2 separate regions of the Mus musculus genome follow, and region 1 is linked to region 2. A link is a contact called in public Hi-C data. All regions are on one chromosome and are shown on one strand. The core of a region is the stretch at or near the end of the contact, and the rest is flanking DNA. Distances in the headings are between cores, read along the strand shown. Region 1 overlaps Cdh3 (cadherin 3). Region 2 overlaps Gm51545 (a long non-coding RNA gene).

The links. A called contact is a pair of places that touch in the nucleus more often than the background predicts.
Region 1: a Hi-C map of bone marrow-derived macrophages shows a contact between it and region 2, with 4 times the contacts expected there. The contact joins two enhancer-like sites. A contact is called at or near these places in 3 of 39 promoter capture datasets (the 3T3-L1 cell line, cancer-associated fibroblasts and trophoblast stem cells), 9 of 15 datasets of contacts at CTCF or cohesin (the G1E-ER4 cell line, the NIH/3T3 cell line, embryonic stem cells and 4 more), 219 of 484 Hi-C or Micro-C datasets (2-cell embryo, the 3T3-L1 cell line, 3T3-L1-derived adipocytes and 117 more), 28 of 115 datasets of contacts at active chromatin or transcription factors (the NIH/3T3 cell line, astrocytes, bone marrow-derived dendritic cells and 16 more) and 3 of 9 other capture datasets (adipose tissue, embryonic stem cells and embryonic tail).

Annotation. Positions count from the first base shown.
Region 1 is chr8:106,544,861-106,550,648 of GRCm38.p6, forward strand. It overlaps Cdh3 (cadherin 3), which reads left to right. Exons shown (of 16, transcript NM_001037809.5): 12 at 143-367; 13 at 2,762-2,971. Among named protein-coding and RNA genes, the nearest start is that of Cdh3, 37 kb to the left of the region's middle. Within about 2 kb of position 3,836, at least 7 of the 459 cell types and tissues checked have an H3K27ac peak or open chromatin away from gene starts, as enhancers often do. A contact at or near this core is called in bone marrow-derived macrophages, where this site is marked.
Region 2 is chr8:106,430,320-106,436,099 of GRCm38.p6, forward strand. Gm51545 (a long non-coding RNA gene) reads right to left here. Exons shown (of 3, transcript XR_003947445.1): 3 at 4,563-5,780. Among named protein-coding and RNA genes, the nearest start is that of Zfp90, 18 kb to the left of the region's middle. Within about 2 kb of position 2,827, at least 18 of the 459 cell types and tissues checked have an H3K27ac peak or open chromatin away from gene starts, as enhancers often do. A contact at or near this core is called in bone marrow-derived macrophages, where this site is marked.

The DNA of each region.
Region 1 (5,788 bases), core at 2,586-5,085, 120 kb after region 2:
ACTTAAGGGGGGGGGGGTAGCTGGGTGGTGACCGGGAGCCATGTGGAGGCTGACTGAGTAGGTCTTAGGGGAACTTAACATTGGTTCATTCAACAAACAAGAACAGATGCTGAAAAGAGATTGTATATGTAATTGTAAACAGGAAACCCTCCCACCACCGGCACTGGGACCCTCCTGCTTACACTTACTGACATCAACGACCATGGCCCGATCCCTGAACCCAGGCAGATCATCATCTGTAACCAAAGCCCTGTGCCTCAAGTGCTGAACATCACTGACAAGGACCTGTCCCCCAACTCCTCCCCTTTCCAGGCCCAGCTAACACATGACTCAGATATCTACTGGATGGCAGAAGTCAGCGAGAAAGGTAACTCTGGTGGTGACAGGGGGCTGTCGTTCAGCTGGGTGGGTGTCATTCCCCCACAGTAGGACCCACACACATCCCTGTCCTAGCATCTGTGGGTCACAGAATTGTGGTCTCAAAAATGGCCACCAGGGGTCCTTCCTTAGCATTATATGTCTTTGAAATCTCTCAGGAGCCCTAAACAAATTAACAGGGCTAGGCATGATTGCACTTAATCCCAGCACTCAAGAAACAAACAAACAAAAGAAGCAGATTTCTATGGGTTCAAAGCCAACCTGATATAGAGCTATATAATGAGACCCTGTCTCAAAAGAACAAGCAAATAGCAACATCCACAGTAAAAACACAAATAAAACAGAGAGAGCCAGGACTGGAGAGATTTCTCAGTGGTTAGGAGCACTGGCTGGCCTTCCAGAGGACCTCGGTTCAATTCTCAGCACCCACATGGTGGCCACAACTACCTGTAACTCCAGTTCCAGGGGATCAGATGTTCTCCTCTGGTCTCCACAGCACTGGGTACACACGTGGTGCACAGATGTATGTGCAAGTAAAACACCTGTACACATTAAATAAAATGTAAAAATTTAAAAAACAAAACCAAAAAGCACATGTTGCAGCCGGGCGTGGTGACGCACGCCTTTAATCCCAGCACTTGGGAGGCAGAGGCAGGCGGATTTCTGAGTTCGAGGCCAGCCTGGTTTACGAAGTGAGCTCCAGAACAGCCAGGTCTACACAGAGAAACCCTGTCTCGAAAAAAATAAATAAATAAATAAATTTTTAAAAACACATGTTGCTCTTGCAGAGGAGCCAGGTTTGATTCCTGGCACCCACATGGTAGCTCACAACCATCTGTAACTCAGGTGCCAAGGGTCTGACATCTTTTTTGACATCCATGGGGCACCAGGCACACCCATTGTGCACATACAACATGCAAGCAACACACACATACCATAAAATAAATATCTGTTTAAAGATAAGCAATGAAGTTAAAGAATAATGTACTTTTCTTTTTCGTCTTTTTTTGGTTTTTCAAGACAGGGTTTCCCTGTGTAGCCTTGGCTGTCCTGAAACTCACTCTGGAGATCAGGCTGGCCTCGAACTCAGAGATCCATGTGCCTCTGCCTTCTAAGTACTAGGAGTAAAGGTGTGCGCCACCACTGCCACGCTTATAATGTATTCTTTTGAGGCAAAGAGTAGTCTAGCAGCTGATGATCCCAAGAATATTGGTCCAACATTTCACGACTTCCAGAGCCTCACAGTTTACTATCATCAATTTCTTGTTTGTTTGTTTGTTTGTTTGTTTTAAATAACACCCAAGCTCGGAAGCTCAAACCTGTGATCCTGGCACTCAGAAGACAGAGGGAAGTGAATTGCCATGAGTTTGAAACCAACCCAGACTACAGAGTAGAACTCTATCTTGTAAAAGATGAATTAATTAATTTAAAAATAATGAACTGGGAGCCGGGCAATAGTGGCGCACGCCTTTAATCTCAGCACTTGGGAGGGAGGCAGGGCAGGTGGATTTCTGAGTTCCAGGCCAGCCTAGTCTACAGAGTGAGTTCCAGGACAGCCAGGGCTACCAAGAGAAACCCTATCTCGAAAAAAAACAAAAAAGCAAAAACAAAAAAAGAACTGGGGCTGGAGAGAGAACGCAGTGGTTAAGAGCACTGGGTTCAGTTTCCAGCAGTCACGTGGCGTCTCACAACCGTCCGTAACCACAGCTCCAGGTGATCTTACACCACAGTCTTCTGGAGTCCAAGAACACCAGCCACACACATGGTGCACAGACATGCAAACGTACATGTAGGCAAAATACCCATACATGTAGGGAAAAATAACCATACACATTTTGGGGGGATGAAATAATTTTTGTGAGCTAGCAAGATTTCTCTGTAGATGTAAGTGCAGCCCAGCTTAATGGGACGTTAAGTTCGACTCCCAGAACCCAGAGGTGGAGGAGAAAACTGATTCCCAAAAGACTTGTCTCCTGCTCCTCACATGTGCATCATAGCACACACGTGCCCACATTCATGCATACACACACGCATACACACATACACACTCACCAGCAACAAAAACAATAGGTGACATTTTTGGGGGGAAAAAAGATACTGAAAAATGAATTAATTTTGGTAACCGAATAATCCTCACAGCAGCAAAGTTTTGCTGTGCCAGGGTTCTAGAGATCCTCTATTTGTTTTGCTTGTCTGTTGTGGGGCTTGAACCCAGGGCCTCATGGATGCTGAGCAGGTACTCTGTCACAATGCTACACTTAGACTAAACCTGCCTTTTGTTCCTTGGGTGCTGAGGCTGTGTTGGCTCAACGTTTTGCAGTCTTGTATTTGGTGTTCAACCCGAATGACACCCCTAAGCTAATAAATGTGTGTGTCTCTCCAGGAGACACCGTGGCCTTGTCCCTGAAGAAGTTCCTGAAACAAGACACGTATGACTTGCATCTTTCTTTGTCTGACCATGGCAACAGGGAACAGCTAACCATGATCAGGGCCACTGTGTGTGACTGCCATGGCCAAGTGTTCAATGACTGCCCCAGACCCTGGAAGGGTGGTTTCATCCTCCCCATCCTGGGTGCTGTCCTGGCACTGCTGAGTGAGTACCACGCACCTCCGTGTGCACCTCGGTAGATAGGAGACCTGACTCTTCTCAGAACTTCTAAGAGGGCGTCCACTATTGTTCATCCGTTTCTTTCTCTTCTTTAGTTTTATGGATATGAGAGTTTTGCCTGCCTGTGTGTATGTGCACTGGGTGTGTGCCTGTGCAAGCCATAACGGGGTCAGATCACCTGGAACTGGAGTTAAAGATGGCTCTGAGCTGCCATGTGGAGGCTGGGAATCGAACCTGGTCCTCTGCGTGAGCAGCCAGTGCTCTTAACTACTGAGCTATTGGTCTCCTCCCCAAACTCATCCATTTCTGTTTCTTAAACTCTAAATTCTAAGATTGTCATTTAGTCAGTAGATGTTTCTAGAACTTCTAGTTTATGCCAGGCAGTAGTAGTTCTGGGCAGTCCAGGGATTTGTTAGAAAGGGAGACTCCTCGTTTCAGGCAGCCTCTTGCTACTCCAGCGGGCTGTCCCTTACAGTATACACCTGCTTTTTAAAGAACAGGAAGTTTCCCGGGTCTGCAGTCCTGCAGACCCAGAAACTTAGGAGTGTGTTTTAACAAACCCTCAAAGGCTTTTAAGACACGACACAGTGTGGTAAGAATCATTAGACCAGTAAGCAGAAGTGTTTAGTTGAAAACAAATTTCTTTCATGGCATTCGCAGGAAAGTGGGTACAACTGGAAATCGTTATGCTAAGTGAAGTAAGCCAGAGAGACATTACCACAGCCTTTCTCTCACATGTGGTACCCAGACTTAGGGTCCTATATGTAAATACATTTATGTACGTGCATGTCTGTGTGTGTTTATACGTGTTTGTGAGTCATGAAAGGAGAGTGGAGTTACAAGGGGAGGAAGTAGAAAAGCGGTAATAAATTTCATGTCATAAAAAAAGGGGCGCTGTGTGGGGGAAGAGAGGCCAACATAAGTGGACAGCGGGGCCTGAAACAAAGGAGAGCAAAGTACAATAGCACGTGTATGAAGACGAAGTGATGAAGCCCCTTACTCTGTGGGCTAACTTAATAAATTAGTTAGTAAATAAATAAATAAATAAATAAATAAATAAATAAATAAATAGCTGGCCCTGGTGGCCCATGCCTTTAATCTCTGCACTCTGGAGTCAGAGGCAGGACAAGCTTTGAGTTTGAGGCCAGCCTGGTCCCCAAAGTGAGAGTTCCAAGACAGACAGGGCTGTGACATAGAGAAACCCTAACTATAAAAAGAAATCTAAAAATAATAAAATAATAACAATAAATAAATATTTCTTACAGCTGGACATGGTAGGTACACATCTGTAATCCCAGCAGTCAGGGAGCAAGAAACAAGAGTGTTGCCATGAGTTTAAGGCCAGCTTGGACTACATAGTGAGATCCTGCCACCATAATAATAATAATAACAACAACAATAATAGTAATAATAATAATAATAATAATAATAATAATTTGAGCTGGATATGGTAGCATATACCTGAATTCCCACCACTAGAGAGAATAAGGCAGGAGAATCACAAATTTCATGTCCGTCCAGACTCCAAAGTGAAACCTTGTCTCAGAAAACACATGCATACACATACAAGCCCCAGATTTCTTTGCTGAAAAGATAGAATCTATCTCAGGTGCCTTTTCTTGGTTTTGGCTTTCACTTCACATGCTCATAGCAGCCAGCTGTAGGTGTGGGACAGGGATGAGCCCTAACTACTCAGCACACTGTTCCGAAGTCAGCGTGGGCACCAGGAGGTGAGGAGAAGGGGCCAAGGGTGCAGCACAGAACAGAACAGACACCGGCTGCCCTGGGAGAATGGCCTCAGCAGCACAGAGAGCTGATAGCAAGGAGGTTAGCAGGCAGGTGAGTGCTGCCCGAGAGAGAAAGCCCAAAGAGAGTCAGGGTAGGAAGTCTGCAGTTTTAACTAGGATGAACAGAACAGCCTCCGTGAAGGAGGTATTAAGGAAATAAAGCCTCGGACGAGGGAAGAGAAGCAGCCATGCACATCTGCAGAGCAGCACATGCCCTGGGATAGGACTGTGGTGGAGACTGCAGCAGCTATGCTGGGGAAAGTGAGAAATGACGTCAGAGGGTTGGTGGGTGCGTGGGCTTGTCGTGGGTCTTATAGACTGCTGGAAAAACTCTGGGTTCCTTTGGAAGTCTCTAGAAGATCTGTAACGTTGGAGTGCTATAAGATTTTATGATATTCCTACTGAAAAGCCCATGCAGGGCTAGGGTGGAGGCAAGGGACTGTTGGAGATGGTTGCCATAGGTTACAGGTGAGAGGATGGTAGGTGACCATAATGAGATGGGAATAAGAGTTCATTTGGGGCCGAGCGAGTAGAAAAACAGGATTTAGGAGCTGGCCCCCGAGGCCTTCTGCATCTCAGTGCCCAGACTCCCCAGCACTGATCAGTCAGTCCCCTGATGTCCCTTCCCGTGAGTTAGGTAAGGACTTTGTTCCTGGTTACAAACCCCATCAGAGTCCCTGGTGCTGCTTTTTGGTCTGTTACACTGTTGGGTGTGTTTGCTAGTTGTTTGGTTTTATTTTCTGTCACTGCAATAAAATATCCTGACAAACGCTGGATGGTGGTGGCTTGTGCCTTTAGTCACAGTACTCGGGAGGCAGGGGCAGGTAGATATCTAAGTTCAAAGTCAACTTGGTCTACAGAAAGAGTTCCAGGACAAGCAGAAACCCTGTGTTAAAAAACAAACAAACAAACAAACAAGTAAAACTCCCAAAACTGGGCATGGTGGCAAATACTTGCAGTCCCAGGCCTTGGGAAGCAGGCAGGAGAGTAAGTTCAGTTCATCTTTGGTTACATC
Region 2 (5,780 bases), core at 1,577-4,076:
CGAGACTACAAATGACTTCCAGGTTAGCCTAGGCTAGAGTTGAGACCCTGCCTCAAAATACAAGATTAAACAAAATAAATAATAGTAATTATTAATTTAAAAACAACTACTGTCAGGCTAGGCATGGTGACTCACACCTTTAATCCCAGCACTTGAAAGACAGACGCAATCAGATCTCTGTGAGTTCGAGGCCAGCCTGGCCTACAAAGCTAGTTCCTGGACAGCCAGGGCTATACAGAAAAACCTTGTCTCAACCAAATTAATAAAAACAAAAAAGCCCACACACAACAAAAATCAACAAAAAAACCTGCTATCACGGGATATTGTTATAATCTATATCACCTCTGGTCTATTCAGACTCTTATCCAGTTTTTCCAGCTATATCCTTTCTTCATCCAAACACTGCTTCCAGGAGGATTTGGTTCCGACAATAAGGAGAGTTACTGAGAAGATGAAACCTTATGTTCACTTGACTAGACTTATTTCTTTTGTATCGTGTTTGACGATTGCTTTAATGTGGCTGGAACTTTTAGGCGGCAGAACTTCGGGGAGGAAATAGAACTCTAGGAGTATACCCTTGGAAGGACCCAGGCCCTTCTTGACTCTTCCTAACCACCATCAGTCCTCCTCTGTGACAGGCACCTGTCCTGATGCACCGGGCTCAAAGCAACAGACCAAGAAGCCACGGGCTGAAACCTCTGAAACTGAGCAGAAAGCAGCTTTTCTCCCTTGACGTTGATGATCGCAGGCGTTAGTAATCAAAAGGTGACTTAACTCTGAATGCTGGGTGGGGCGGTACGTGCTGGGGCGGGGGTAGTGAGGGCGCTCCATCAGTGCTGAGTAGTCTCAGGCGCAGCACAGCAGTCATTTTTCAAAACCGCGGCTTCACAGGATCTTCTGGGTAGCAGCTTCTCCCCACTGTTTTCTCCCACGTAAGGGCAGAGTGAGTGTCTGAGAGTGATCTGCAGGGTTCAAGCCTGGGACTTCCTAAAGACCTGAGTCAGAGGGAGGGAGCAGGAACGGCCTGTCCAGTGTGGTGCCTGACACCGAGCACCCTGGACCACACCTAGGAATGTGCTGCACAGCCAGGAGCAAGAAGAGCTGGCGGCAGGTGCCCGGTTGCTGGACATCCCCTCAAAGTCAGATTGAAATGCCAGACTCCTTTTCACACGTAGGGACTTCAATACCCTTCCCCAAAGCTAAGCTTTTCTGAATATTTCAGGCGAACAGCAGCACCCTTGATTTCCTTGAAAGTAGTGGATTCAGCCAAGCCTTAAACGGGAACTTACCAGTGCGCTACCGCTGCTGAGTCTAAATGAAAAAGGTGCTCGCTTAAGGGGTCTCCTTCCTTTCCCTGGAGGGGCAACTGTTCTCATTTACTTCTGTTTGGGGCTGATTTTGAGCCATTCCGTGCTCCTTAAGGATCTTATTTTCAGGGACTCATCTGTGAACAGATGAGGTTCTCTCGTCGTGGTTTTTGCCTATTAATGGCATCGTTTCTTTCTTCCCCTTTCTGCTCCAGGCCTCAGTCTGAGCTGCGTACCCAGTCCAGCACCTCCTAGGGGTGCGCTTGGCATTTATGAACAGAAATGGCTGCTTAGAACTTTCCTGGTTCTCTTTCATTGACTTTATTTTTTTAAAGATTTATTTATTTATTTTATGTATATGAGTACACACTGTAGCTGTACAGATGGTTGTGAGCCTTCATCTGGTTGTTGGGAATTGAATTTAGGACCTCTGCTCGCTCAGTCCCTGCTCGGTCCAACCCAAAGATTTATTTATTTTATGTAAGTACACTGTAGCTGTTTTCGGACGCACCAGAAGAGGGCGTCAGATCACGTTACCGGTGGTTGTGAGCCACCATGTGGTTGCTGGGATTTGAACTCAGGATCTTGGAAAGAGCAATCAGTGCTCTTACCTGCTGAACCATCTCGCCAGCCCATCTTTACTTTTTAAAAAAGTTTATGTGTATGAGTGCTTGGTCTGCACCTATTGTCCCCAGCACCTGTGCAACACGGTGTGCCCCGCTCCCCAGTGCCTGCACAGGCTAAAAGCAGGCGTCAGATCACCCTCTTCAAGGGTTGCAGATAGTTGTGAGCCACCATGTGGGTGCTGGGAATGGAGTCTCCATCCACTGAAAGAGCAGCCAATACTCTTAGCTGCTGAGCCATTTCTCCAGACCCCAACATTCTCAGTTCTCACTCACCGAATACTCCTGGCTCTCCGAATGGTCTGAGGCAAATTCCCACATACTCAGTCAATTTCCTCTGCTTTTGACTGGGACTATTAGTGGGCCACGTGGGGCTCACAGGTGCATGATATGTGGCTCTGTTTAGCACCTGTAGATGCTTCTTGCCATTGATTTGTCATTTAGAAGCAGGTGGACCTAGAGTTAAGACACTGCCTAGCTGTGCTATTGTCTCCCACCTTCATCCTGTAAGATGGAATTGCCACAGCTCCACCTAGTAGGGCTAATTAAGAGGATTAAATGAGAATACTCGCAAAGTACTCTGCAGGGGGTCAAAGTGCTTTTTTAAGTCCCCAGGGTTAGGACAAGCGCAGAGGGGCACACCTGGGCTGCAGAGGTTGAAATAGGAGGGTTAGTCATCCTAACTACATCATGAGCTTGAGGCCAGCCTGGGCTACATGACGGCTTGGCTCAAAAAAAAAAAAACCAGCCAAACAAAACTTAAATAAAGGAGTAATTACTCGTGTGAACCTCAAGAGAACATGGTACAATTTTGGAGGTGCTGACTGGCTGAACTTTCTCTGAGCGCAGCATCCACTTCTGGCTGCAGTGACGTGTGCCTTCCTTGTGACCACCAGGGGGCGCTGGCGCACTGCTGAGGATTCGGGAGCCTCCCGCAGAGGCAAATTGCAAGAGCTGTGCTTGTCTAACATCCTCCGGGATTTTGTTTTCTTTTGTTTTTTCCTTCTTATATCCCTTCCCTCCTATAACTGACGCTGGAATTTCTCCCACCGTCATAAGCTCAGCCGCCCTCAGCAGCTTCCATCCCACGCCAGAGAGGAAGAGACAAGCACCCGGCAAATCTCCTTCAGCCCCATAAGCAAAAAAAAAAAAAAAAAAAGAGCGAGGTACACTTCGGCCACAAGCCCTTAACACTTGGTGTTTTCCATACCTGGAACGTTTTCCCCCAAAATGAATGGTCTCCTCCCTCGTCTTCAAGACTTTGGTCAAATCCCAGCCATTCAGCAAAGCCCGCCTCTAACTCTTTCCGCCAACACCACTCTGATTTCTTCCCCTAAAACTTGTTACCAGGCATGATAGTACTCACCGTTTAGCACTTAGGAGCCAGAGAGAGGTGGATCTCTGTGAGTTCAAGGTTAGCTAATAAGGGTGACATAGTGAGCCCTTATTTCAGAACAGAAAAAACAAAACAAAAAAAGCTTACAAAATATTGTCACCTTCTGATATGTCATAGTTCAGGGTTCACTCATGATGGTTGGCAGACAATGTGACTGGTGAGAGGCTTCAGTTCTTAGCCAAATGGGTCCCTGCACACAGCTGCCTCTTGCCAGTGACAGCTGGCTTTCCTCAGAATGGTGAGTTAGAAACATACACAACACCCAAGAGAAAAGCTGCTCTCTTTTCATTGCCTGGTTACAAGTAGGATGTACCTGTCTGTGGCAGACAGAATTTCACATACCCTTCCCATCAAAGAAGTGCCTGACTTAATTGCCACAACTTGTAAAGGGAGCTTGGGGGTGGGGGGCGTTGCTAAGGGAAGGGTTTTGAGATGGGAAGCTTGGTCTAGGCAGCACAAGTGAGTCCAGTGTTATGAGGATCCTTCTAAGGGCATGGCGGGGTGGGGCGGGGTGGGGCAGGAGAATGAGGGTGACAGGCGTGAGGATGCAAAGGGAAGTTGGAGCAAGGCATTTGGAAGACAGCCTCCTGATTAGCTGGATAAGCCAAGGAAACAGATTCTTCCCTGCAGCTTCCAGAAGGAACAAAGTCACACATCTGGAGACGATGTAGCTCAGAGGTAGCACCTGTGCCCAGAATGTACAAGGCTTAAAAGGGAAAAAATGGAGGGAGGGAAGGAGGGGGAAGGAACCCTACCAATCCTTCACTGCAGCTCAGGAAGACCCACTTAGACATGTGATCCCCAAATCTGTATTATCTTAAGCCACCATGCCTGGGGCATTTTGTTACAGCATCAGTAGTAGAAAATGAGCAAGCCAGCCTTTGTTGTATTAATTAAAAGTGAACCACTGAGTCTGGCCCACATTCACCGGGTGTGAATGCACGTAATTACTAGGAATCGTTTCAGAAGCGGTCTATCACATTGAATAAATTGACATGAACCCCATTTTACAGGTAGACAAACTGAGACCCAGAGGCCTTAAATAACTTGCCTGAAGTCATAGAATTAATAATGGTGGAATCAGTTCTGTCTGACACTTAGAATAAATTCTAAAGTCCTTGAAATTTTTTATTATATTATTTTGGAGGGGAGGGCACATGAGGAGGAGGTCAGAGGACAACTTTCAGGAGCCAGTTCTCTTCTTCCATCATGTGGGTTCTGGGGATGTGTCCTAGTTGTCTGGCTTGGTGGCAGGCACTTTACCTGCTGAGCCATTTCAATGCCCCCTCCAAATCCTTTTTTAAATGTCCGTGAAGACCCACGAGAGCTGGGCTAGCTTCCCTCCCCAATTTTAAACACACCATACATGTCCTCACCTCCTCAAAGGCAAGCTGGTCTTCCCTGGCCACCATTGACAAACACAGTGACTTAGTGTGTCAAATTACCTGCTAATGTCTGTTCCCACCACTCCCATCCCTCATGAGGATGGAGCCCTTCACGTTTTTGTTCGCGGTTGTGTCCGGGGCACACACAGGAAGTTTTTAATAAGAATTTAGTACAGGAGTGCGTGTTCTTCATAAAGAGGTCAAAGAATGGCACACATTCTTCAACTCACTTCCCTGAGCTCATGAGGATTAAAGGAGATTTTTTTTTTTTTTAATGACACGGTTTACAGTCATAGGTATTTTAAAGAAATGAGTTTCGATTCTCCTACCGACCGGCAGGACCCGGGGGCATTCACAAGTTTGAGTTCTGACAGTCCTTTGTCTTCACCTTCTTCAGTCTGGCAGAGGGCTGAGCAAACCAGTAACCGGTGCCACTTTTTGATAATAACTGACTAATTTCTTTCCAGACTGGTTCTGCTGGGCCCCACATCTCCACTCACCGGTAAAAATCGTTGGCCAGAAACTGCAGCTCTTCTAAGACTGGTCACTGTTATTTATCTAGGGTGTGGCCATCTTGAGACTGGTACGGAAGGTAGAATTCTTTGTCAGTTGACAATTCACTGTCTCTGGCCTCAAAGTCACTTTGTAGCCAGCCCAAGGCAGCTCAAATTGGTGGCAGTCCTCTTGCCTCAGACTCCCAGATCCTGGGGACCACCTGGGGGTCACTGTGGCTATCTCATGCATTTCTTTGTAGCCCTATCTCCCCCTTTACCCACCTCTGCCATGTGTTTATCAGTATCTTTGAGTTTTTGTATGGCTGTATAAAATGGGTAGTGGTCCTTCATGTTAATATGACTTTACTTTAATTGTTTTATATTTATTTCATATCAGCACGCATACTTGCTGTGGAAGTATAGAGGTCAGGAGATAACCTGCGAGGGTAGCTAGTCTCTGACTACCATGTGTATCCTAGAGAATGAACTCAGGTTGTTATGGGTAGGGACAAGCACTTTTACACCCTAGGCCACCTTACCAGTCATAAATTCTTTTCTAAGAGGCATCTTGCTGT